Linked DNA regions of Oryctolagus cuniculus: region 1 is linked to region 2. A link is a contact called in public Hi-C data. All regions are on one chromosome and are shown on one strand. Each heading gives the region's core, a stretch centred on a gene start, on an enhancer-like site or on the middle of the called end of the contact. The rest is flanking DNA. Distances are from core to core; before and after follow the strand shown. Region 1 has its middle 44 kb from the start of CLMP. Region 2 overlaps CLMP (CXADR like membrane protein).

Region 1 (6,978 bases), core at 3,644-6,143, 110 kb before region 2:
GCTCTGAGCCAACCTCAGAACAGTGAGGGCCAAGTGTGCTGGGCCCCCATCCACCCGCCCTCAACAACAGCTGCCCTAGAACACGTGCTCTCTCGAGGAGCCAGTGAGGGCAGACAGAACCCAGCGGCCCATCAGCACTTGGCCCATGTGGCAAGGGGCGATGTCCAGCTCAGCGACACGGGAGAACCTCCGTGAAGCCAGGTTTCTAGAGTACCGAAGAACAGAATGGGTCAGGGCGGAAGAATTACTCAGAATCACTGACGCTAGACCCATGCGTTACCAGTCTTTACAATTTTGTATTCCAGATTGAACTGATTTTGCATTTAGTTCAGTATTTTAGGATTTCAGGGTTTTCTTCATTTAGAAGTCTTGCCTTGACACTAACGTTCCTCAGACAGCTGGAGACAAACCCTCACTCACAGGAGTATAACGAGTGGAGTTGAGACTTGGCTCCTCCTGCCGCCCGCTCCTTCCGGTGCCTCAGCACGTGTACTTTCCCAATTAGCAATTCCCAAAATATGCTGGGACGTCATCAGGCCCTCAGCATGCCCCCTTCGGTGCTAAGCCCAAATCCTCACCCAGACTGATCAGTCTTCCAACCTGCGACAGTAACCTCGTTCCCCAGCGCCCCCTTTAAGTCCTAATTAGACTGCCCCATTCCCCACAATTTGATCCTTTCAGACAGTTCCTGTAAACCGAGCAAGCAGTGCCTGATGACACACCAGACACTTTCATATTCTATTTAGTCCTCCTGACAATGCCACAAGGCAGTTTTCAAATGAGGCCTGAGATTCAGAAACTTGTGATGTAATTGTGTCAGATCACCTGTGGCTCTACTTCAGGTCTCCCTGCTGGTGGTGAGTCTTCCCTTCTCCCATTCACCCCTGTAAATCCTACTCGTGCTCAAGGCCAAGTAGCACGGCCTCCTCCTGAAACCTCCCCCTGCCCGTGAGAGTCACTGCCCTCCTTGAAGTCTGTAGCACTCACTGATGTTTTGGTACTACACACAGTGTGCTGAACGGTGTGCTGGTGTAGCATTTCTCCAACTAGACCAAAAGCTCGTTAGAGCAGGAGACGTGGGTTGTCCATGCCGTTTACTCAGGGCAACGCACAGGGTGGGCGCTGAATAATTGTCTAGTAAGGATCACGACACTACCGCATGTGACTAACACTGTTCTCGCTGCTGTCCGTCTCCTGCCATTGAAGCACTGCAGGAAAGCATCTAGTTAGCATGAGACAATGCAGACAGGGGCTTCATGGGCAGAGTCTGTTGGAGAGGGTGAAGGAAGGGAAAGAGGCAAGATTTGGAGTTGTCTCAGAGGTTTGCACTGCCTTCATTTATTTATTTTTAAATTCTTTTTAAAGGACTTATTTGAAAGGCAGAGTTACAGAGAGGGAGGGGGAGAGGGAGAGGGAGAGGGAGAGGGAGAGGGAGAGGGAGAGGGCATCCCTATGGAATGCTGGCACTGCAGATGGTGGCTTAAACCTCTGGGCCACAGCACCAGCCCCTGTACTACTTTTTTTTTTTTTTTTTTTTTTTTGACAGGCAGAGTGGACAGTGAGAGAGAGAGACAGAGAGAAAGGTCTTCCTTTGCCATTGGTTCACCCTCCAATGGCCGCCGCGGCCGGCGCGCTGTGGCCGGCGCACCGCACTGATCCGATGGCAGGAGCCAGGTACTTATCCTGGTCTCCCATGGGGTGCAGGGCCCAAGGACTTGGGCCATCCTCCACTGCACTCCCGGGCCATAGCAGAGAGCTGGCCTGGAAGAGGGGCAACCGGGACAGAATCCGGCGCCCCGATGGGACTAGAACCCGGTGTGCCGGAGCTGCAAGGTGGAGGATTAGCCTAGTGAGCCGTGGCGCCGGCCCCTGTACTACTTTTAATAAAGACTAGAAATCATGAAGAATAAAAAGAGATCCATGCTTATAACTCAAGGCTGAATGGAGATACGGGCAAGAGCAATCTGGCCCTACTATTGTCTTCCCAGGAGATTCCTGTGATGAATGACTGTTTTCCACTTGCCCACAAATACATATTTAATACCTACCCTGAACAGTTTGCCAGTGGGCACCAGGAGGCATTGCCCAGAGCCTACTCAGAACTAATATACACCTTGATTGAAAAGAGAGGACAAATACCTGCAGAGAAGAGAAAACCACTAGGATGCACAGAGGAGCCATCTATGAAACTCACGGAGAGCAGGTGCTGAGAAGGCTCCGGAGGCGAGACTCGGGTGAGCTCCATGACAGAAAGTTTTGCAGAGAAGACGGAATGGGATTTGCATCTTGGAGTAAGGCTCGGCCTTAGGGAGTGGGCAATGGGAATAAAATTCCAAACAAATGGCTTCCAGAGGTGGTGGAAACCCACATTCCTAGGGAAAGCTGCACAAACTTACCACGTGCCAGTTTTTTAAAGCTTTCATTTATTTATTTGAGAGGTAGAGTTACAGACAGAGAGAGGGAGAGACAGAGAGAAAGGTCTTCTATCTGTTCTATCTGCTGGTTCACTCCCCAGATGGCCACAGTGGTCAGAGCTGGGCCAATCTGAAGCCAGGGTCCAGGAGCCAAGAGCTAGGAGCCAGGAGCCAGGAGCCAAGAGCTAGGAACTTCTTCCAGGTCTCCCATACAGGTGCAGAGACACAAGCACCTGGGCCATCCTCTACTACTTTCCTAGGCCATACCAGAGAGCTAGATCGGAAGAGGAGCAGCCAGGACTAGAACCGGTGCCCATATGGGTAGTTGGCACCACAGGTGGCAGCTTTACCCGCTACACCACAGCGCCGGCCCCTCCAGTGCCAGTTTTACTAGGCTGCTTACCTGAGCATTAAGATCGAGGGTTATGTGCACCTAGTTAAAAGGGGTCTTCAACAAGTTCATTCAAAATGCGTGTTAGGAAAGAGCTACTCAGGGGTTTCATTTTTTTTTTTTTTTTGCACTAAAACATGTTTATCTTTTCATTCCATTTTCTATGAACTTTCTGAAGTTCCCTGTACATTACCTTTCACAGCACTGCACTGAGACAAAGCAAAAGTGGAACCGGGCCAACCAATTAAATGCGTGAGCTACCAGTTTCTGCCTACAAGCAGGGAGGGCTCAGGACTATGTGTCCAGCATGCTAGAGATGGGGAAAGGGACAAGTTTCAGACACTGTCATTGCACTCAAACCAAATACCTACCTGAAAGCAAGACTAACTCATTTGGAAATAGTTCAATATAATTTCAAAACCAGTATAATCAGTGCTAAGTTATATTCTTCCGACTGTGTAACACAAAAGTATTTTAGACATGATGAGGGTGCGTGTTTGGCACAGCAGTTACGCCGCCTGCATTCCACATTGGAGTGCCTCTTGGCGCTGCTCCTGATTCCAGCTTCCTGTTAACGCAAACCCTGGGAGGCAGCGGGTGAGGGCTGCATCTGGACCCCTGCCTAGCACACTGGAGATTGGACTGAGTTCACAGCTTCCAGCTTTGGCCTGGCCTGGCTATTGCGTGCATTTGGAGTGAACTAGTGAATGGTGTGGGCAGCCACAGGTAGTCACCCCCTTTGTTTACACTTAAACATGTGAATGGAGACTTCCCGTCACAGACAATTGGGCTAGGGAGATTCCGGGAAGAGGCAGGAAGAACCTAAACCTTTCATAAGAGATGATACAGATAATCAGTCACACCTGTAACCTGCATTTATCACCTAAGTGTTTTATTCTAACCTTAAGAGCCTTTTTGATATGTAAATCTTTTGTGCTCCTTCTTGAAAACAACTGGTCATGTTTAAATACTACTGGATTTATTCAATAAAAGAGCCTTGATCAGGACTTGTCTTGGCTCCATTCTTTGCGTCCTTGTCCCGCATTCCCACTCTCTGTTTCAGGAAGATCCAGTTCATTGTGCCGCAGGCCGGCACAAATGGCAATATTATCATCTACCTATCTCTCTATCTCTGCCTCTCAAAGAAGTAAACAAATAAAATATTATGCATACTGGTGTTTAATAGTGATTATGTTATGGCAAATACCAAGAGATGGCCGTTCTTGTGCTAACCCAGCTGTAGTCTAGTCTAGGTGTGCTACCATTTCTTTCCTGCTTCCACCAGATCCCGAGACTGTCTTGCAATGGTGTTTTTTTTTTTTTTTTTAATATATTTATTTACCCGAAAGTCAGAGTTACACAGAGATAAAAGGAGAGGCAGAGAGAGAGAGGTCTTCCATCCACTGGTTCACTCTCCAATTGGCTGCAATGCCCAGAGCTCTGCCGATCCGAAGCCAGGAGCCTCCTCTGGGTCTCTCATGCGGGTACAGGGGCCCAAGCAACTTGAGCCATCTTCTACTGCTTTCCCAGGCCATAGCAGAGAGCTGGACTGGATGGAAGTGGAACAGCCCGAACTTGAACCAGCACCCACATGGGATGCTAGCACTGCAGGCAGCAGCTTTACCCGCTACAACACAGCACGGGCCCTTAAGGGTTTTGGAAGTGTTTGATTCTAACCTAAAACCTGTAAGAACGATTTCAAGACCAAGTGAGAGTCATCCGATTTGGCAGCCGGGAACGTGGGAGAAGCCGGTGACACCACTCCCCTGCCGGTTCCATTTCTGCCAAGGCTATCGCCGAGTGAGAGGCACCTGCCAATTCTCAGGGGACTAAAAGCGGTAGACGCAGCCACCTGGTGAGGGGCGTCGCGACTCACAGAGCTGACTCAGTGTACTAGTCATGGGGCGTTTTCAATTTTTTTCTCTTTATGAAACCCACAAAAACCAGTCTATGGCAGAAGCAGATGTTTTATGCCACCATCTAAAAATTTGTCTGAAGTCATGCATGTGTCTTATTTTAACAGTGCCCGAAATGGTACAGCAAGACTGCATTCAGCCCTTGCAATGAGCTCCCTCCCACACAGTTCTTTGAATATGCCTGTGCTGGGTAGGAGTTCAACAGCCTGGCGGCTTCTCCACAGTGAGTCAGGTGTGGAGGAGCCGGATGCAAGGGACTCCTCCGCCTGGGGGCCGTGGTGTCTCCCCCTGCTGAGTTGCCTTTGTCGGCTCCAGAGAAGGAAGCCATAACCTCTTCCAATGACAATGGATTGAGGGGCAAGCCATGGAAACAAACAGCACTCAGCTGCTGGGGAGTCAGTAGGCTGGTGACCTGTGACGTAAGGGCTCCACGGACATTCATTTGGTGAATGAATGAGGGTGAGCGAGCGAATGAAGGCACAGTCTTCTACAAAGCAGATGGCAGGTGGAAAGTGTGGGAGAGGCATCTGACAACACAAGCTCCCGTCCACGAGGGTTAGTGTGTACCTGTCACTCGCCTAGCACTTTGCCTGTACTGTCCCATTTTTACCCCACAGGAGCCACTGGAGTATGGACTGTCATGATCCTGGTTGTGCAGACAAAGCGAGCAATGAATTAACTTGCTTGGCTTAAGCTATTCCCAGGCAATGGTAGGATTTGCACAGAAGGATTCTCACTCCAGAACCCAAACTCTAACTGTGCTCTCAGCCAGAATCACAAACTGCTTAAGGGACATAGAGAAGAAGGAAAGTAAGGAGTTGTTCATTCATGTGGGTTCCTGCACTCAGGGTGGCTGGGCGTCCACTGGGAGCCAGCTGATGGTGGTGCCCATGACGGGCACAATGCGAACAGACCTTTGTGTCAGCCTGGGATTCTCCAGGAGTGAGGAGGGGTTGACGCGCTTCCTGGAGCAGTATGTTTGACTGGATTTTGAAGTGTGAGTGTGCATTAGAATTGAAGTGACTGCAAGAATACCTGTGGTTCTTCGCTCCTTCCTGTATCCTGGCCCCTTGCAATGGACTTGGTAGCTCTTCTCGTAAAAACATAGAGTCCTTTTCCCGTGATTTGAAACGTCACTTTTTTTTTTCTGGCTGATAGAGTCCAACGGAAGTGGTGCAGTGCCAGTTCCGAGCCCAGGCCTCAGAAGCCCCCCCCCCCCATTTCCTCTCTCTCCCCCTCTCTCTAACATTGCCACCTACATGTGAAAAGCCTGGATTGGCCTGCTGAATGATGGCAGACCACACAGTGTAGAACCCTTTGCCATTATATACAACCCATTAGACATAAGCGTGAAAGCATCTTAGAGTGCCCAGCTCCCTGCCAACCGGCAGTTAGCCTCAGAGACCTGAACCACCTCAGTCATGGTCAGCCAGGCCTGACCCAGACTAGCAGAACTGCTCGAATAGCCTCCAGACGCGTGAGCAAAAGCTCACATTACAGTCGTGTGAGGCTGAGGTCCTGTGGTTGTGTGTCATAGGCAGTCATATTGGAAGACTAAACGCAGTGTGATACAGACTGCATTGTAATCCAGCTATTTTGCGTCTTTCAGAAAAGAATGTACATTTTCTGGTTCCTCCCAGACAGGGCTTCTCAAACTTGGCACGGTGACATTTTGGGCCACATCACTGTTGTTGTTGTTGTTGTTTTTGGGTGGGGGGTGGAGGTTGTTCTGTCCGATGTAGGATGTTCAGCTGCATCCTTGGCCTTCTAAGGGACTCTGACATGATTTTGCAAAGTGGGCTTCTTTGGACTTAGACTGAGCTGCAAATCCAGGGAAAGGCTCCCTCTCAAGTTCCTTTATTTTCAGCTTCTCCAGAAGGAGAAATCCCCTCCTTGAAATCTCTTATCACAAAGTGGACCACACCTAGAGCCCGGAGGAACTCTGCCCCAGGCCCTTGTCTGTCCCAGGCTCATTCTGTACCCTAAACATCGCTGACCAGCCTCAACAGTCACTGGCAATGCCCACTCCCCTCTCCTCTATGCAGAGGGCGTTTAAGGGGCCAGGCTTTGTGGCACAGAGGGCTAAGCCACCACCTTGCTATTCCACTTCCAGTCTACTTTCTCTGATGCACCTGAGAAAGCAGCAGGTGATGGCCAAGTACCTGAGTTCTTTCTACCCACGTGGGAGGCCCAGATGGAGTTCTGGCTTCCTGGCTTTGACCTGGCCCAGCCTTGGCCTTTGCGGCTATTTGGGGAG
Region 2 (7,308 bases), core at 3,388-5,887:
AAGCACATAGATGATTTCCTGTTCTTCACCATCTACAGCTACACCGTACATGTTCCATATCCCAGGCATGAAGTGCACCAGGTCTGCAGAAAGGGAGGTCTGCCAGAACTGGTTTGCTGCTCTGATGAGAAATGCAAAGATCATTTGGAAGACAACCTCTTGGCAAGACCAACCCAAGTGTCATAGTTAGATCATTTGAATAAATACATGAGTGCATGAATGAATAAATGAGTGTGAAGCACTCTGAGTCATTTGGGTGTGGCTGAGTGACAGGAAGAAAGTAAAGTTACGAGCAATTACTTGGCATTACAGATCCTCCCTTGCTGAGACTTGACATTTTCTGCGGAGATAGAGATCGGGTATGGGGAGCCAAATTGCAAAGCCGGTCTATTCTTGCCACCTTAATGTGAGAAGCCCATTTATCTGCATACCATCATTAAATAGTGTACACATCAAGGTCCAGACTTCAAATTGCCATTATCTATTCCTGAGAGAAGAGCAGCTCTGAGATTGTCCTTATGAAGCATGAGCTAAGTCTGATTATGGCTCTACTCACACATTAGATGTAAGAAGCTCATTAAAGCTATTGTCTTAAGAACTCATCTAACATACTAGTTGTTTTAAAGTCATTTTAAAAGAGGCCGTGTTAAATGAATGGTATGGTGGATGTGGTCAACTTTTCATGAATATGTTAGTAAGAATATATTCTCAACATTTCTCCCAAACAATTGTTAGGTTCATAGCATAAACCTCTTGGGAAAATACTGCCACATTCTTTCTTTTCTTTTTTTTTAAGATTTATTTTATTTATTTGAAAGACAGGGTTAGAGAGAGAGGTAGAGACAAAGAGAGAGGTCTTCCATCCACTGGTTCACTCCCCAGATGGCTGCAACGGACGGAGCTGTGCTGATCCGAAGCCAGGAGACAGGAGCTTCCTCTGGGTCTTCCACATGGGTGCAGTGGCCCAAGGACTTGGGCCATCTTCCACTGCTATCCCAGGCCATAGCAGAGAGCTGATGGGAAGAGGAGCAGCTGGGACTCGAACTGGCACCCATGTAGGATGCCAGTGCTTCAGGCCAGGGCTTTAATCCACTGTGCCACAGCACAGGCCCCTGCCACATTCTTTAACATTGGCTATAAAAGCCATATGGAGAATTAATTACTGTCTTTCATATTCTACTTGATATAATCTTTGAAGATAATTCCCCAATTCCCTGAGACTGGGATGGCACAGTGTTTGTAAACTTCCCCCATGACATAGTCTAGGAAAATGTATTACCAGAATAACATGAACAGCATTCTACTTTATACCATTTGTAGAACTTAGGTTGAAAACTGACTATTTATGGTGAAATTTTTACCCTACTATTTATTAGCTCTGAGATATTAGCAAATTACTTATCCTGAGTCTTAGATTTTGCTCTATAAAAATGAGGCAAAATTCTGCTTCATAAGGTTGTCTGATTAAATGAAATAATATATAGTATATATATTATGTATCCCTTAGTGTATAGTAAAGAGCAGGTAAGCACTCAGTAGATGATAGATATTGATATTGTGAAGTATTTTATAATTTTCATAGTGTTATCAGATAAACTAACACCAAATTACAGTTCCCACTTACTCTGCATTAAAAAATCACAATATGCATGGGAGTTATGAAGTCTGAAAACTGCTACACAACATAAAAGTGTTAATACGTTTATTACTACATTTCTATATAATAGAAAGAACTCATGTCATCATTCATATTTTGAGGGATATTGTGGTGACCAAAAAAGCAGTGAACTGTTATAGCCTGTTAAATTACTGCCATTGCAAGTGGTGAGGCAGAGGAAGAACATGCATACTTTGAGTACGTGGTAGTAGTGTCTTAGATTGAACTCACTCCTGGAATAAATTTTTTTTTTTGACAGGCAGAGTGGACAGTGAGAGAGAGAGAGACAGAGAGAAAGGTCTTCCTTTGCCATTGGTTCACCCCCCAATGGCTGTTGTGGCCAGCTCACAGCGCTGATCCGAAGCCAGGAGCCAGGTGCTTCTTCTGGTCTCCCATGCGGGTGCAGGGCCCAAGCACTTGGGCCATCCTCCACTGCACTCCCAGGCCACAGCAGAGGGCTGGCCTGGAAGAGGGGCAACCGGGACAGAATCCGGCGCCCCGACCAGGACTAGAACCCGGTGTACCCACGCCGCAGGTAGATGATTAGCCTATTGAGCCGCAGCGCCAGCCCTGGAATATATGTTAAAATGACTGAACTGATCATAACTAATAATACAGGGTGGTGGTGATGAGTTTCCATCTTGGGCATTTTGTGTGCTCTTCTTTGTATCACTCACTCTAGGGGGAGTCAGCTGGCCTGTGGAGAAGTTCCTTTGGTGAGGGACTTAGAAATCCCTCTCTACCGACAACTACATGAGTGGCCGTAGAAGTGGATCTTCCCCCTAACTCAGTGGAGCCTTCAGTTGAGACGTCAGCCCCAGTGAGCACATGATTGGCCCTCATGCCACAGCTACCCAGCTAACTCAGGCCAGACTCCTAACCACAGAAACTATGAAGTAATATACATAACATATATTTGTTGTTTTGAACTGCTGAGATTTAGGACAGTTTTTTAATGCAGTGTAATATACATATAGAAAAATGAACATCATAAATGTACAGATTGATGAACTTCACAAAATGAACATGCCCAAATAACAAGTACCCAAATCTAGGAATTAAGCATAACCAGCACCTTAGAAGCCTCCCCATGTACCCTCCTTCACCAGGAAACTATCTAGACTTCCAAGAGCACAGATTAGTGTTTGCTGTTTCTGTACATTATGTAAATGGAATCATATGGAATGTACTCCCTTGGGTCTATCTTCTTTCAATCAGCATTGTTTCATTACATGTAGTTTCTTTTTTTTTTTTTTTTTAAGATTTTATTTATTGACTTGAGAGGTAGAGTTACAGACAGTGAGAGGAAGAGACAGAGAGAAATATCTTCCTTCTGCTGGTTCAACAGCCGGAGCTGCACCAACCTGAAATCAGGAGCCAGGAGCCAGGAACCTCTTCCAGGTCTCTCACGCAGGTGCAGGGGCCGGCACTTGGGCCATCTTCCACTGCTTTCCCAGGCCACAGCAGAGAGCTGGACTGGAAGAGGAGCAGCTGGGACTGGAACCGGTGCTCATATGGGATGCTGGTGCTTCAGGCGGAGATTAACCTACTGCACCACAGCGCTGGCCCCTACATGTAGTTTGAAAACTAGTTCTAAAATTTTGTTGTTTAACTTGTCCCAAATCATAGTAAAGGAGACTGTATGAGAATATATGATTGCAAGTAAAGACCGAGAGACATTGCTGCAGGTGACCAAGAATAGAACTAAGAGGATGATGAGAAGCTTTGAGGAAACTCTAAAGCAATAAAATGTTTAACTACATACTCTGGGAAGCAGTATAATGAAGTGTTAAGGAAAGGGTCTGAGTTAAAATGGCTAGATTAGAATACTCAGTGCATAAGGAGCTCTACTGCTAATTGTGTGAGCAGATTATTTCTACATTTTTCATTCTCTGTAGAACGAGGATAATAGTGCATACCTCATATGGTTATTCAGAAGGTGAAAAATGGAAGCGAATGAATCAAGTGGTAACCCTCAGCATATAATAAGTGGGCAACAATTGTTACCTATTAGTAAGAAATGTTTCCATATGGGGGTTTATAATACACAGGAAGGCAACTCTGTACTGTATGTCATTTTTATCACATAGGAGGTGATTTTTCTCAGTAGAAAATGAAACTCCCTCCATTCTTTTGTTTGTTTTCCCCACACGGCTCTTCTGTCCTTCTCTCGAGTGACTGTGACTGTGGGGACGAGATGAAGATCATTCTAGTCATCTTCTCTTTGCTATTAGCTTTGATAGGAAGGTGGAGAGGGAAGGATACATTTGAAGGCTGAATTGAGGCATCGATTTATCAGTGGATTTCAATTACCAGCATAATCTCATTACTTCAGGCCAAGGATCCCTAACAATGGACTGTTGCCCTCTCAATAGTAAGTCTGTATCTATTTTTAACTTTCCCCATCTGTTAAGATCTCTCTACTGAAGGTAATAAAAGATTTAGATTTAGCAAGCGCCTTAGCATTTAGAATGAGATAGAAGCTATAAATAGATATGTCAATGAAACAGGTTAGTGTGGGATCTGGTCCTCTGCGAGTCCTGAAATCAAAGGCATACATTCTTGTCTTATCTGTATATTGACTCTGGACATGTATATGTGTGTGTGTTACACAAACATGAATATATGCATGGAACATGAATGTAGAACTGTGGGCAGAATTCTGAGGGTTAACTGCTAGACTTCTGAATGGTAGAATGATGTCTGTGGACTGGGTCTGCTTCCTCTCAGAACGATTATTACTGGAAAATTTAGGATAAACATTACATCCAGATAGCCCCTAGCCTGCGGGACAGCAGCACAGCCACAAGCTGAGTATGCGATACTGACTGACCTTCCGCTTCCCACTGTCAGACTCTGGGAACTTGTCAGGACAAGGGATATTCCCATCTAGCCACCCAAGGCTGAAGTTAGCTTGGTGACTGGTTTGCTGACCAGGCAGGCTGCCACTCACAGAATTTGGGATGTCACTGCCTATCACTTATAGTTGCTAAAATTCCATCTGTTCCCCAAGACTCAGTGCAGATATTTCATTTGCTATGAAGCCACCCTGATGGCCACAGTGACCTTTGTCCTCTGAATTCCTAGAGCACTTTCTGACCTGCACACAATATTGGTTACACACTGCCTTGAACTGGGTTTGTTGAGTGCCTGTTTTATTTCTCTATTCGATCGTCATCCTTACATAGACAGGAGACAAGAGCATTTGTCTCTGCAGCACCGAGTAAGGTAAAGGAGTATCACTGAATTTTCTGAACAAGTGTGCACTCCTGGTTACTCGTGCCTGAATGCCAGCTATTTTGTCAGTGCTCCTGTTAGTACTGGCATCCAGAATCAGAAGGACTGCGGAAAGGATGTTAGTTTAAGGAGAGGTTATGGAAATCAGGTTCCCTGAATAGCTTATGACACACAATAATACAAAATTGGATACTAACATGCCCATCAAGATCTTGGAACAGTTTTGCTATGATTTCAGATTCTCAGGGAGAAGACAATATGAATAATTTGATTCATTTCACCACACTAGTGTTTTTTTTTTTTTAAAGATATTTATTTATTTATTTGAAAGAGTTACAGAAAGGGAGAGACACAGAAAGAGAGGTCTTCCATCTGCTGGTTAACTACCCAAATGGCTGCAATGGCAGGGGCTTGTGCCAGGAAAAAGCTAGGATCCCGGAACCTCTACCAGGTCTCCCCAGTGGGTGTAAGGGCCAAACATCTTTTGCTGTTTTCCTAGGCATGTTAGCAGGGAGCTGGACTGGAAGTGGAGCAGTCAGGACTTGAATCAGTGCCCACATGGGCTGCTGGCATTTCAGGGGCAGCTTAACCTGTTACACCACAATACTGGTCCCCAGACTAGTTTTACCTAGGAAACTGGCCTAAAGTCCAGACCTTGGTAGGCCTAACTGACCTTCTGCAGGCCTACTCCAGCTACAGATTCTGTATTACATATAGCCAGAGCATTGTTTTTTTTTTAAAAAAAGATTTATTTATTTGAAAGGCAGAGTTACACAGAGGCACAGGCAGAGAGAGAGAGAGAAGTCTTCCATCTGCTGGTTCACTTCCCAAATGGCTGCAATAGCCAGAGCTGGGTCAACCCGAAGCCAGGAGCCAGAAGCTTCTCCCAGGTCTCCCACACGGGCCATCTTCTGCTTTCCTAGGCCATAACAGAGGGCTAGATTAGAAGTAGGGCAGCCGGGACTCGAAGCGGTGCCCATGTGGGATGCCAGCACTGCAGGTAATGGCTACGCCACAGCAGAGGCCCCAGCTAGGGGCCTCTAATTCTAATTCAGCATAAACTGCTGGTCTGGAACAAAAACTAAACTTCAAGACTGAAAGGATCTTGAGAGTCCCTTTGCTTCTCTAAACCATCTGGAATAGTTTCTAAAAGATTTATTTATTTTTTTGAAAGGCAGAGTTACAGCAAAAGAGAGGAAAGAGGAGAGAGATCTTCCATCTACTGGTTCACTCTATAAATGGCCACAACAACCAGGACTGGGCCAGGATGAAGCCAGGAGCCTCATTTGGTCTTCCACATAGGTACAGGGGCCTATGCGCTTGGGCCATCCTCCATTGCTTTCCCAAGGCACATTAGCAGGGAGCTGGATTGGAAGTGGAGCAGCAGGAACTCAAACTGGTGCTCCTCTGGAATGCCAGCACTGCAGATGGCAGCTTAACCTACTGCACCACAGTGCCGGCCACAGGGACAGATTTGTATTCCTCTCCTTTTGCCTGTTGTTAACTCCCTAGAGACAATATTTGACAGCTTCTGAATAAACAATGTTTTTCATAATAATTTAGGCAATTAAAATACGTTTTTGGCTTCAGTTGAAAGACGTAAAAACAGTGACCTTATGTTATTAAAAAGTTATCAGAGGGGCTGGTGCTGTGGCGCAGTGAGTTAACACCCTGGCCTGAAGCACCAGCATATGGGCAGCGGTTCAAGTTCCGGCTGCTCCAATTCTGATCCAGCTCTCAGCTATGGCCTAGGAAAGCAGTAGAAGATGGGCCAAGTCCTTGGGCCCCTGCACCTGCATGGGAGACCCAGAAGAAGCTCCTGGCTTTGGATCAGCACAGTTCTGGCCATTGCGGCCATTTGGGGAGTGAACCATTGGATGGAAGACCTCTCTCTCTCTCTCTCTCTACCTCTCCTCTCTCTGTGTAACTCTGACTGTCAAATAAATAAATAAATCTTTTTAAAAAGTTATTAGAATAACGTGTCTTGGCTGGTGCTGCGGCTCATTTGGCTAATCCTCTGCCTGCAGCGCCAGCACCCCAGGTTCTAGTCCTGGTTGGGGTGCCGGATTCTATCCCGGTTGCTCCTCTTCCAGTCCAGCTCTCTGCTGTGGCCCGGGAAGGCAGTGGAGGATGGCCCAAGTGCTTGGGCCCTGTGCCCGCATGGGAGACTAGGAGGAAGCACCTGGCTCCTGGCTTCGGATCGATGTAGTGCGCTGGCCATAGCGGCCACTTTGGGGGTGAACCAACGAAGGAAGACCTTTCTCTCTGTCTCTCACTCGCTGTCTAACTCTGTCAAAAAAAAAAAAAAAAAAAGAATAACGTATCTTTCTGTTTCCTAGTAGGTAAAGGTCTTCTCAACTCCTTGACTTTATTTTCTAAGACACCCGTTTTCACCACAGGTCCTTGAAAATTAA

Evidence for each region. A called contact is a pair of places that touch in the nucleus more often than the background predicts.
Region 1: a Hi-C map of skin fibroblasts shows a contact between it and region 2, with 2.8 times the contacts expected there. The contact joins two enhancer-like sites. A contact is called at or near these places in 4 of 6 Hi-C or Micro-C datasets (ear pinna, embryonic fibroblasts, psoas muscle and 1 more).

Annotation. Positions count from the first base shown.
Region 1 is chr1:115,611,241-115,618,218 of mOryCun1.1, reverse strand. No RefSeq gene overlaps it. Among named protein-coding and RNA genes, the nearest start is that of CLMP, 44 kb to the right of the region's middle. Within about 2 kb of position 4,893, at least 2 of the 8 cell types and tissues checked have an H3K27ac peak or open chromatin away from gene starts, as enhancers often do.
Region 2 is chr1:115,502,355-115,509,662 of mOryCun1.1, reverse strand. The region is part of intron 1 of CLMP (CXADR like membrane protein); the gene reads left to right. Among named protein-coding and RNA genes, the nearest start is that of HSPA8, 57 kb to the right of the region's middle. Within about 2 kb of position 4,637, at least 1 of the 8 cell types and tissues checked has an H3K27ac peak or open chromatin away from gene starts, as enhancers often do.